Regions from separate parts of the Oryctolagus cuniculus genome. Here region 2 is linked to region 1. The links are chromatin contacts, called in public Hi-C maps. All regions are on one chromosome and are shown on one strand. The core of a region is the stretch at or near the end of the contact, and the rest is flanking DNA. Distances in the headings are between cores, read along the strand shown.

The links. A called contact is a pair of places that touch in the nucleus more often than the background predicts.
Region 2: a contact with region 1 is called in a Hi-C map of an unstated tissue, with 2.1 times the contacts expected there. The contact joins the enhancer-like site here to the promoter of ZC3H8 in region 1. A contact is called at or near these places in 2 of 6 Hi-C or Micro-C datasets (ear pinna and an unstated tissue).

What each region holds. Positions count from the first base shown.
Region 1 is chr2:113,430,281-113,436,748 of mOryCun1.1, forward strand. It overlaps ZC3H8 (zinc finger CCCH-type containing 8), which reads right to left and starts at 3,360. Exons shown (of 9, transcript XM_070068805.1): 1 at 3,156-3,360. The coding sequence starts at 3,355.
Region 2 is chr2:113,538,187-113,544,654 of mOryCun1.1, forward strand. It overlaps LOC127489680, which reads right to left. Exons shown (of 7, transcript XM_051841412.2): 2 at 4,052-4,235; 3 at 1-2,730. Among named protein-coding and RNA genes, the nearest start is that of TTL, 31 kb to the right of the region's middle. Within about 2 kb of position 2,320, at least 4 of the 8 cell types and tissues checked have an H3K27ac peak or open chromatin away from gene starts, as enhancers often do.

The sequences.
Region 1 (6,468 bases), core at 2,110-4,609:
CTCCTCCATAAAATACATTTTTCCAGGAGCTTCAGGGATCCTCAGCACTCCTGGTCTTGTCTTCCCTCACGAGCTGCTATTCTGTCTCCTGTGTTGGTTCCTTATTTTTACAGCCCTAAAAATTTCAATCCTTACATTTCCCTCCATTGTGTAGACAATCATTCCTGGTGATCTATTTCAGGGCCAACTTCCTATTCAACGTTGCCCCCTGGATATTTACTGCACATAATCTTTTAAAAAGTCCTTTAAATCTGTTTGAAAGGCAGCATGACAGATAGACAGGGAGAGAAATTTTCCATTTGCTGATTCACTCTCCAAATGGCTACAATTGCCAGGACTGGTCCAGGCTGAAGCCAGGAGCCCCAGAACTCCGTCTCACGCGGGTGGCAGGGGTGCAAGCACTCAGGCCATCATCTGGAGCTTTCCCCATCTGGAGCTTTCCCAAGCACATTAGCAGGGAGCTGTATTGGTAAGAGAAGCCAAGACTAGAACCCACATTCTGATACGGGATGCTGGCACGGCAGGTAGCAGCTTAGCTCACTGTGTCACGCCAGCCCCTAGACATCATCTTAATATGTCTGACACTGAACCCTTGATTTCTTCTCTACAACTTAATCACACTGTCTGAACAGGCAACTCTGTCCTTCAGAGCTGACCAAAACCTTGAAGTTGATCTTGACTCCTCTCTCACATCTCCTATCCAATCTGAGGAACTTCAGTTTGCACTATCATTGAAATACACTCACATTTGACCACTTCTTGCCACGAGTAAATGATTTATGCTGCTCTCGCTTCCCCTACATTCAATTCTCAATCTATTCAGAATAACCCTGCTAAAATATCAGATAACATTACTCTGCTGAAAACCCTCCAAAGGCCTCTCATCTCACTCAGAGTCCCTCCATGATCTGTCTTCCCCGTTAAAACAGGAAAATGGGCAAATGATTTGAATGAATAGTCGACCTTACTTCCATGATGAATTCTGGTAGAATTCCAAGTGTCCTTTATGTATTTCAGGGTTTTTTCTTTTTAAAGATTTATTTGAAAGGCAGAGTTACAGAGAGGCAGAGAGAGAGAGAGGGGTCTTCCATCTGCTGATTTATTCTAATGGCTGCAATGGCCGGAGCTGGGCCGATTTGAAGCCATGAGCTTCTTCAGGGTCTCCCGTGTAGGTGTAGGGGCCCAAGCACTTGGGCCATCCTCTACTGCTTTCTGAGGCCATAGCAGAGCTGGATTGGGTGGAGCAGCTGGGACTCGAACCGGTGCCAATATGGGATGCCGGCACTGCAGGCGGTGGCCTTACCCACTGTCACAGCAGCGGCCCTTCAGTTAAGTTTTTGTGAATGACTCCTGTCCAATATTCAAGCTGCTAATGGAATTTTATGTTACTATTATCTCATGATGATTCACCTTGTTGAACTCTCAACTATCTTAATAGTTTATCAAGCGGCTTCTTTCGTTTTTTCTGAGATGTTCATATAATCTGCCGGCAATTAGCGTCTTTGTCTTTCCAATATTTACGTCTCATTTTACTTCAGACTACCTGAGCAATTTAATCCTAGCATTGCCACTTAAACTACGCCTCAACTTTCTCATCTGTAAAATAAGGGTAACATCATTTCTCTTCAAGGTTGTTGTGAGCCTTAAATGATAAACTTCATGTAAAGTATGTAGTAAAGCTTTTGTAGTAACCACAAAGCGTTTTAGTAGGCTCTTAGCCTGAAGGCCGCAGTTTCCAGTAAGGCGTTTGACCCAAAGAGAAGTGAATGATGCTCAGAGGTAAAATCTGAGGCCAGCACTGTGGCTTGGGCACCAGTTGGAATACTGGCAGCTCCATTTCCAATCCAGGGCCCTGCTAATGTGCCTGGGAAAGCAGCATAAGATGGCCCAAGTGCTTAGGCCCCTGCACCCTTGTGGGAGACCCAGATGAAGCTCGCTGCTTGTGCCATTTGGGGAGTGAACCAGTGAATAATCCCTCTCATTATATATAACTCTGCCTTTCAAATAAGATGAATCTTTAAAAAAAGGGGGGGGGGGGCTGGCACCGTGGCATAGGTTAAGCCTCTACCTGCTCTGCCTGCGTTCCTTAATGGTGCCAGTTTGAGTCCCCACTGCTCCACTTCCAACCCAGCTCCCAGCTAAAGTACTTGGGAAAGCAGCAGAAGATGGCTGAAGTCCTTCGGCCCCTGCACCACGTGGGAGACCCGGAAGAAGCTCCTGGTTCCTGGTTTCCACCTGACCCAGCCCTGGCCACACCCCTGCACCCATGTGGGAGATCTGGAAGAAAGAGGCTCCTGGCTCCTGTTCAGTTGCGGCCATCTGGGGAGTGAACCAGCAGATGAAAGATTATCACCCCCTCCTTCTCTCTGTATTTCTGCCTTTCAAAAAAAAAAAAAAAAAAAAAAACAAACCAGAATCAGAGATACATCTTACATCTGGGACACCGTAAATAAAGGAATAAAACGATGTGTGTCAAGGTTTTGGCTTAGGGAAACTGGGGAACAGAGAAGACAGATTTAGGAAGAGAAGGTGGTTTTTAGCATTTCAAACTTAAAAAGAAAAGCCAATGAATATTTGGGTATAGATAAACTACACTATAGGGGCGTCCAGTAGGGAAATCAAATTAGTGCCGTCTGGCCAGCGACTTTAGGTGCTTTTCAGCCTAAAGGTGGGACTGAATCCAAATGGTGTTAATTATGATCTCCATAGAAACCTCCGATGCCTACCGGTAGAAGACCCGCAGAGTGTTCGCTACTTCGCCGTTTAACGAACTCGTGGTTCGGTCCTTTCTACAAGGAGCGAGCCTAGCACGTGCCAGTCTCAAGGACAAACGAGCCCAGTCCCGCGGAAGCCTCCTGTGCGCAGGAGACAGAAGCGCCACGAGGACCCTCGGGAGGGCTCCCCTTGCGGCCTAGAGGGCCAGGCGAAAAAGGGGAGCATCCCGGGGACCCCGCCCCACGCTGGACACGGCACCGGGCCCCGCGCGTGGCCCCCGCCCCGCCCCTGCCCGCACGACCGCCTCTCGACGTCAGGCCCCGCGCCCCCGCGCCCGTCACGGAGCGGCGTGGACGAGGACCCAGGGTGCCCTCCAGGGCACGAGGCGGCGGAGCCCTGCCGGGGACCTGCAGTCACAAAGTGAAAAAATGTGGGATCACCTTTCATCAGAATCCGAGGCCTGTTTTTTGCCGAGGGCTGGGTTGGGGGGCTTTGAGAAGAGATTCTCAAAATCCATCACCCAGCCACGGGCTTCCCTCTCGCCGTACCTACAAAACAAACCACAAACGCGTGCGGACACCCGGCCGCCGCGCCAAGCTGCGGGCTCCGCCCAGCGCAGGCGCGTCTCGCCCCCGCGCATGCGCCGCACCGCCCTCCGCGACCGCGCAGGCTCGCTTTCGCCCCGCCTCTGCGCAGGCGCCGATGGTGGTGCTTTCCGTGTTTTTTTTTTTTTTTTTTTTTTTTTTTTATCATGTCAGATATTTAATGGAATTTTGTAACTTAACTCCTTAGGCTTCTCTTTTCTTTCACTTTGGCGAAAACTCCTCAGTAGAGATCATAGTGTTTCTAAGCGAGGGTTGCAAATAGCTCACTTTTATTTAAGCCATTTCAGGGGCTGGCTGCGGCGCAGGGCGTTAAGCTCCCCCTGCAGCAGGAATGGCCTTTTGAGTCCCGGCTGCTCCACTTCAGATCCTACTAATGCGCCTGGGAAGGCAGAAGATGGCCCAGGTGCTTGGGCCCCTACACCCACCTGGGTGACCTGGAAGAAGCTCCTGGCTCCTGGCTTCTCTGGTGCAGCCCTGGCTGTTGTGGCCATTTGGGGAGTGAACCAGCAGATGAAAGACCTCTCTCTTCTCTGCTTCTTTCTAACTCTGCCTTTCAGATAAATAAATCTTTTTTTGGAAAAGAAATAATTGCTTCTAGCTTCAGCTGTAGCTTGGTACTGTATGTACTATTGCCCTCTACATTTTTAAATGTAGATAGAAGCAGGAGTGAAGAAACAAGTTAGGTAACTTTTAGAGTCTGTGCAGCCCACTGAGACTAGAGAGAATTAGATGAAGTCAGGAAAATAGAGCACACATTTGGAAAACAGGAAATCATTGTTTTAAACCACAAAGTCTTGGGATGGTTTGCTATATAGATGGAGTTAGGTGATGATCTCTTTAAGTGGCTACCGTAACCATAGAATGATTACACGGCCTGGCAGTTCTGCTCTTAAGTATACCCTCTAGGGGCCAGTGTTGTGGCGCAGCAGGTTAAGCTGGCATCCCATACAGGCGCTGTTTGAGTCGCAGCCGCTCCACTTCCAATCCAGCTTCCTGCTAATGTGGCTGCAAAAACACCTGAAGTTGGTCCAAGTGCTTGGGCCTCTTCACCCAGGCGGGAGACCCTAATGAAGCTCCAGGCCCTTGGCTTTAGCCTGGCCATTGGGACCATCTGGGTTTGGGGCCATTCAGGGAGTGAAACTGATGAAATGTGCCCCTCTCCCTATCCCTCTGTAATTCTGCCTTGCACATAAATAAATCTTTTTTAAAAAAATATGTACTCTAAAAAACTGAAAACAGAAATTGGGAGGAACTCAGGTGCACTGTTGGCACAGAGGTTAAAGTCACCTCTTGAGATTCCTGCATACTATATGGATATTGATGATATTGATATTGGAGTGCCTGTTTCAAGGCGCAGCTTCTCCACTTCAGATACTGTTAATGTGTGCCCCAGGAGGCAACAGTTGTCTCCCTGCCACCCGTATGCGAATTCTGACTGGGTTCCGGGCTCTTGGCCCAGCCCTGGCTATTACAGACAGTTGGAGAGTGAACCAGCAGATGGAAGACCTCTCTCTCTCTCTGTCTCTCCTGCTCTCTCTGTGTAACTCTGACTTTGAAATAAATAAATCTTTAATTAAAAAAAAGATTTATTTATTTATTTATTTGAAAGAGTTACAGAGAGGCAGAGGCAGAGAGAGCGAGCAAGCAGTCTTCCATCTGATGATTCACTCCCTAGATGGCCACAACGGCTGGAGCTGCACTGATCTGAAACCAGGAGCCAGAAGCTTCCTCCAGGTCTCCCACGCAGATGCAGGGGCCCAAGCACTTGGGCCATCTTCTACTGCTTTCCAAGGCTATAACAGAGAGCTGGATCGGAAATGGAGCAGCTGGATTGGAAGTGGAGCAACTGGGACTCGAACCGGAACCCATATCAGAATGCCGGCACTGCAGGCACTCCCCTCTTCTCGTTCCCTCTCTGTCACCCATTCAACCAGATGAAAATAAATATTTTAAAAAGAATAAATACATGACATGCCATGGGTGAACTTTGAGAATCATATAATTAAAATAATCCAGACTCAGAGTGACAAATATTGTGTGATTTCATTCACAGTAAATATTTAGAATAAGCATCTTCATAGAGAGAAAGAGTAAATTAGAGGTTACCAGGGACTGAGGGGAGGGGAAATGGAAAGGTTACATTAAGCTTCTGTTTTAGATAATGGAAAGGTTTGGTAATGATGGTGATGATTGTACATCAGTGTGGCTGTAACTGTTGCCCCTGAACTGTACACTTAAAAATGGCTGAAATCACGTCATTTTTATTTTGCCACAATAACATGGCATGATACCATGGTAGAATGACTTCTTTCTTGAGGACATAGTAACAGAATTATCTAGGTCTAGTACCTCATGGGCATACACTACAAGTCAACATTCACCAACATATTTCCCCATAGCCAGGGTCAGGGGTTTTGGGAAACAAGGCATGAAATGAGCAGAGCCTCTCTGTACCATCATATTGATGTATTAGACGAAGTATTTTGCTTCCCATCCCTAAAACTCTGGGCTCTGCTGATCTAGGGCAGGGTTTTTCAACATCAGTATTACCGTTTGGGGCTGCCTAATTCTTTGTTACAGGAGACAGATTTGGGCAGTGTTGGATGTTTAGCAGCATTTCTAATTTCTACCACTAGATGTCATCTGCTCCCCAGCTGTGACAACCAAAAATGTCGCTAGACATTGCCAAACGTCCTTTAGGGGACAAAATCGTCCCTAGTTGAGAATCACTGGTGTAGTTATCCGTTCCAAAAGTAGGAACGCTTCCATCAAGAGAACGACAATGGTTCCATTAAATCAGAAACTGAAACAGCCATCTGACCATTTAGGGCTTCTCAGGCCACTACACCTATAGATAAAGAAGAGACTTATGGTGGTGGCAGTGGTGACTAATCCTATCAAGTTATCCTGACTATGCAGTGAAGCTGAAGGAAAATATGTCTAGAAAAGGGGAGAGAGGGAAGGGCTAAACAACAGAAGTCCTATTGATGAAAACAGAAAAGTCAGCCATCACAGGCAGCACTACTGGTGGCCCAAACCTGTCTGGAATCAAGATTTGGGTTACACAGCAAGCAAGGAGCCTAGGCCAGCTACAGGGGAGGGAATATGCCAAAGGCAGAGGCAGAAAGTTGGGATATGAATACCAAAA
Region 2 (6,468 bases), core at 1,070-3,569, 110 kb after region 1:
GCTTTCTGGGCTGCTCTGGGGATCCTTGCAGCCAGAGCGTCTCGAGAAGAAAACATTTTGCAGGGCACATTCGTAGTCTGCATTGATGCTCCTGAAGTGGCCAGTCAGGGACTTGGCTCGCAGGGCGAGCTCCAAGCAGAGGAGTTGAAAGCGTGTAGACAGGCTGGGAGACGGCTTAGGGCAGGAGACCAAGATCTGTGCCACATCCAGCAGAGCGTCTGTGAGCACGTGAACCTCCCTACATAGAAAGGAGACCTCACCCTTGACCTGCTCACTCCGACTCAGTGGGCCAGACAGCCTGGCAGCCTCTCGCAGCCTCCGAGAAGCGTCTGCTGCCTGCTCCAACCCTTCCTTCAACCCCTGCTGGCGTTTCACTGCCTGCCGTAGGGGAAGCAGGAACAGGCCTTGTCTCTCGGTGAACCTCTCCATGTACTGAATGAGGTCATGGACAGCCGCTGACCATAGAAAGCACCCATCTTCAATGTCCTTTTCCCATGACTTGGGGGCTTGGAGACCATCCCAGGCCAGAATGGTGTCCATCAGTTGTTTAGCACGGGTCTCTGCCTCCTTCAATCTGCCTTGCATTTGTAAAAGTGCTTCTGGGAGTCCGGTTGAGTTCGGGTCCTGCTTAGTCAAGTCCCTGGGCCCACTTTGAGCTGCTAGCTGAACCACTGAGGCTAAATTCTGCTGAAGCTCCATGAATACTGCCATGTTCCCTGGTAGATCAGCTGTTCGGTTGTGACAAAACAGCTGTTGACACAGATGGTACCAGTCCCCAGCCACAGCTACCAAACTCTGTCTGGTCTCCCTGGTTCTCCCAGGGAGCTGGAGAGTCCCTTTCAGAAGCCCATCAGCTCTAGAGGCTGTGTAATGGGCTACCTCCCTTGGTGGCTCACAGGCAGAAGGTCTCCGTGCTGAGATCTCTGGGAGACCTGTCATCCGCTCTGACCCCAGGGGTCCCTCCCCAGCCAGGGCCTCTTGATCTGCATCCACAGCTGCACCCTGCTCCAGCAGGCCGATGCCAGCGGAGGGCACTGTCTGGTGGTCCTGGCTCTCTACAGCGAGGATGAGTTTGTTAATGGCAGGGGGTGCAGAGACCCTCCTCTGTGGTTGTATGTCAGGAATCCAGGGGCAGGAAGGATGGTCCCTTGGGGAACAGGAGGTGCCCGGGTCACCTTCCTCTAACCCAGGCACCCTCTGGCATTTCAGTTTAGGGGCATTAGTGTCCCAGAGGCTGGGAAGAATGAAACCAGGATGGCCCTTGGCAATTCGTAACCTCTGGACTTGGATCCGAAGAGGGCTGAGGATATCCGGGTGGTTGGTTCCATCCAACCCCTCCAGCACGCTCTGCGCTGAATAGATGAGTCGTTTTGCCATGGCTAAAACCACGTCTGTGTCCTGGGAGCTGTGCCCACCTGAGCAGCGCTCAGCAACCGCACCCAGGACCAGGCAAGACTGCGCCAGCTGCTGGATCAAGACTCTGAGGCCATTCCGGAAAATGGGGTCTCTTTCTTGGCCCACATACCTGCTCATGACTTGCACGATGTGTGTGGCTCGACCCTGTAAATACACCACAGGTCTACAAAACTCTCTGGGATCTCCATTTTTCAAAGCCCACGTGAGGAAGGGCAAATGCCTGGTCATTTCCTGAATGGACACGTTCAGGAACTCAGGAATATTGAGAACATCATCGAAACATGCTAACAGGCATTGGGACGCACCGGCCCAGGCCGGAAGCAAGGCCTGCAGAGTGGCAGGGTCCTGGTCCAGACCAGATCCTTGGGGGCTTCGGGAGAAAAGCTGTTGCACTCTGACCACGAGCGCCCACAGGCCCACTGTGGCAGCCTCCAGGTCTCTGCAGGTCTGCGGCCGCGGGCAGCAAACCAAGACCAGGTGAGCCACCCTGAGCATCTGCTTGGCTTGGTCCAGGAAAGCCGTAAGGAAAGGCCGGAGGCTCTCGGGCAAGGCTTCGCCACCGTTCGGGCAGCCTACTTTGGGGGTCGCCAGCGCGGTCTGCACCAGTCTCTGAAGAGGGCTTTGCGTATCCGTGAACGCGTCCAGGATCTGGCGCAGTAGCGCAGTGCGGACTCCCTGGGAGAGGGCCTCGGTCGCGGCCCGCAGCGCCGCGCGCTCCTGGGTCGGCTCCAGGTTCCCGCGGCCGGGCCCCCAGGCGCACAGAGTCCCACGCAGCTCCAGCAACCGGCTGCAGCGGGCCACTAAGCGCAGCCTCTCCGGCGGGGCGCAGCCAGCGGCCAGGCGCATGCAGTGCCCCAGCACGGCCGCCAGCGGTCCATCTAGGAGCCCGCTCAGGCTTCCGGCCCTGGGCGCCGCCAGCAGCTCGCTCAGCTGACGCAGGCGCCGGGGCAGCGTGCCGCCTCGCGTGCGGCCCCGGGCCGCGGCGCCGGGGTCGAGCCGCGCCAGGAGCTTGCCCAGGGCCTCCCGGGTCAGAACAAGAGCGTGGCGCCGGGAGGCTGCCAGCTGCGGGTCGTGCGGGTGCCGCAGGTGGCCTCGGGCGGCCGCGACGAGGGCGGGAACGCACGCCCGGAGCAGGTGGCCGGGCCCGCGCGCCGTCAGAGCCCCTAGGCGCAGCAGCGCCGCCGCCAGGTCTGCGAAGGGGCCGCTCAGCGAGGCCGCGTCGTCCTCCACCTCCAGTGCGTCCAAGCAGGTGAGGCACCAGCCAACCGCCAGCGCCGTCCTCCTGGCCCTCGCCGCCTCTTCCAGGAGCAGGACCTGTGCAGACAGCCGGGGAGAGAGGCCTGGAGATGCATGCACGTTTTGGAGCAAGGGCGAGAGCAATGGCCCCTACCTAACTCCCAAGACAGACCAAAGGGAGGGAGGAGCCACCTGGGAGTAGCTTCGCAAGCGAACAGCTGGTTTACCTGAACATGGAAAGCCGCCTGCACGTAGCTATATTTAATGTGGGGCCTGGCCTGGGTGAGGATGGTGGCTGGAGGGATGTGCCCTCCCAGACAGCTCCGTCCCCTGCCTTCCGCGTGCCATCAAGAGCAGGTGGCAAAGCCCAGGCTCTGTCTCTTATCCACCCATTTCCAACCCTCTTTTAATAAGGACCTGTAAAATTAGGAAGATTCCCCCGGCCACACACACACCACCAACAACGATTAACCCACACTATTACTTACTGATGAGCAATTGTATTTGATAGTGTTTAAGGCACATGGATTCCAACAGGGCCTCATGAATGCAGTCATAGTAGAGTGTTGGATGGAACATGGCCAGTGTTTGGAGACTGGGAGTTGGTCCTGGTTTCCTGATACCCCTCCAGCCGAGGCCAGTGCAGTGGGCCTTTGGTTTTCCAGTCAGTATGACAAATAAGCTGAGTAGCTGAGGTTTCAGGGGCCTCTCCCCATGGCTCATGGCCACAGACAGGGTGGAAAATAACCCTTTTGGTGACTCCCCGCCCTCCCCTTAGAGGTAAGTGGCTAAATGTAAGTGATGAGGGGACTGCATGTGGGTTTAAGATCATAGACCTGGGGCTGGCACTGTGGCACAGTGGGTAAAACTGCCACCTGCAGCACTAGCATCCCATATGGGTGCCCATTCACCTCTCAGTTGCTTCACTTCCGACCCAGCTCCCTGCTTATGGCCTGAGGAAAGCAGCGGAAGATGGCCCAAGCGTTTGGGCCCCTGCCACCCATGTAGGAGACCAGAAGAAGCTCCTGGCTCCTGGCTGCAGATCTGCCCAACTCTGTCCGCTGTGGCTGTTTGGGGAGTGAACCAGTGGATGGAAGATTTCTCTCTCTCTCGGTTTCCTTCCCTCTCTGTAACTCTGCCTTTCAAATACATAAATACATCTTTTTTTTTTTTTAAAAAAAGACCCTAACTCAGTATGACTGTTCAGCTCCCTGTGCCAGCTTCTACTTTTAGCCTTTTAGTTGGCAATGGATACTTCGCCTAGGATCTTGGCAGAAAATTGGGTGGGTTTCTCTCTGGGGCAAGGATCCACTGTGAAAAGAACACGCCCATCCATGCTTCCCAGCAGTGGGCTTTCTGTTGGGACCAGCCAGCCGGCCGGCTCTGACCACAGCCTCACCTTGGCAGTGCCCACCACGATCTGCTGTGCTGTGGTCACGAGCTCCTCCCGATGGCTGTGACACTCTGGCTGCAGGTGAAGCTTCCGGGCCACGCAGGAGATGTTCCTCCCAGAAAGGATGAGAGACTCGGTGGCCGGCTCCATTTCCGCCCTGAGCCACTCCTCCCCTGAGTCAGCTGCCAGCCTGCACAGACAGCATGCTGTGTTACAAAGGGAAATGTCCCCCTAAGGAGAGCAGGCTACGCAGAAGCAGAGCACGCAACAGCGATTCCCATGGAGAAGTCCGGCTGCACTTAGAGTCACGGAAGTCTCTCCAAGATACAGGACATTCATCAGCTTTTTGTCAACATAATGGCATAGCTAACTTAATAAAGAGAAAGGGCTTACTTATTTCACAGTTTTGGAGGGTCAAGTCCAAGACGCCCATTGGTTTGGTCTCTGATGAGGCTGGGGGATGGCACTGGTGGAATACTTGGGGAGGAGGGATCAAGAAGAGAAAGAGGGGGCCGGTGCTATGAAGCAGCAGGTAAGAGCCCTGGACTGAAGCACCCACATCCCATATGGGCACCGGTTTGAGTCCCGGCTGTTCCTCTTCCGATCCAGCTCTCTGCTACGGCCTGGGAAAGCAATAGAAGATGGGCCAAGTCCTTGGGCCCCAGCACTGCACCCATGTGGGGAGACCCTGAAGAAGCTTCTGGCTCCTGGCTTCAGATCAGTACAACTCTGGCTGTTGTGGCCAACTGGGGAGTGAACCAGTGGATAGAAGACTTTCTCTCTCTCCACCTCTATGTCTCCCTCTCTGTAACTCTGCCTTTCAAATAAATAAATAAAATCTTAAAAAAAAAGAATAGGGAAATGTCAAAAGGATACAGAAGTCAATTGGAAGAATGTGTTCAATGACCAAAGCTGGAACAAATAAATAATGTTGAATAATAAAATAATAATGACAGTATTAGATTATAACTCATAGGATGAAATAAGAATTCATGAGGCAATATTGTATGAATAAACACATGACTCAATAGATAAATGAGGAAGAAAGGACAGAATTTCTTTATAGAATAATTCCACTTAATAAATGTAGGTGGAATAACAGCAATTAAAAATTATCATTAGGCAAACAAAGTAATGACTCTTGCAGGCAAGGGGCATAGTGTGTGCTACCATAAATGGATAAAAAGTTGAGAAGCAGAACAGTTACCTAAGTGTTTTCATAAGGCTATTTATCCATTTCAAAAGGAAAAATTATAGAGAAATCTGTTAGCACCTTAATCAAGTGATAGTATAAAGTCATCAGTAGTAAGGCACATCAAAAGCTCTTGGAGAATGCATATTATAAAACACTAAGCCTTAACTTCAATTTTTTGCACCAAATTAAACTTATCTTTTTATTTTTTTAAGATTTTATTTATTTATTTGAATTACAGACAGTGAGAGGGAGAGACAGAAAGATCTTCCTTCCTTTGGTTCACTCCCCAGATGGCTGCAACAGCCGGAGCTGCACCAATCCAAAGCCAGGAGCCAAGTGCTTCTCCCTGGTCTTCCACGTGGGTGCAGGGGACCCAAGCACTTGGGCCATCTTCCACTGCTTTCCCAGGCCATAGCAGAGAGCTGGCTTAGAAGAGGAGCATCCAGGACTAGAACTGGTGCCCATATGGGATGCTGGCACCACAGGCGGAGAATTAACCAAGTGAGCCACGAGGCAGGTCCCAAACTTATCTTTTAATTCTGTTTTTCATGAACTTTCTTTTTTAAAGATTTATTTATTTTATTTTAAAGGCAGAATTATAGAGAGAGAGAGGGAGAGACAGAGCAAGAGAGAGATCTTCCATACTCTGGTTCATTCACCAAATGTCCACAATGGCCAGGGCTGGGCCAGGCCAAAACCAGAAGCCTGGAGCTTCTTCCAGGTCTCCCACGTGGGTGCAGGGACACAAGTACTTGGACCATCCTCTGATGCTTTCCCATTAGCAGGGAGCTGGATCGGGAATTGGTGCCCATATCAGATGCTAGCCCCTCCATGAACATTAAGTACCATAGTACACAGGTATTTCTTTTCTTTTTTAAAAGATTTTATTTATTTGAAAGACAGAGCTACAGAGAGAGAGAGGGAAAGACAGAGATCATCCATCTGCCACATGGCCGCAATCGTCCATCGTCCATGGCCACAATGGCCGGAGCTGGGCAGATCTGAAGCCAGGAGCCAAGAGCTTTGTCCAGGTCTCTCACATGGGTGCAGGGGCCCAAGGACTTGGGCCATCTTCTACTGCTTTCCCAGGTCATAGCAGAGAGCTGGATTAGAAGAGGAGCAGCCAGGACTAGAACCAGTGCCCATATGGGATGCGGGTGCTGCTGGCGGAGGCTTAGCCCACTACGCCACAGTGCTGGCCCCACAGATATTTCTTTATGTGAATTTT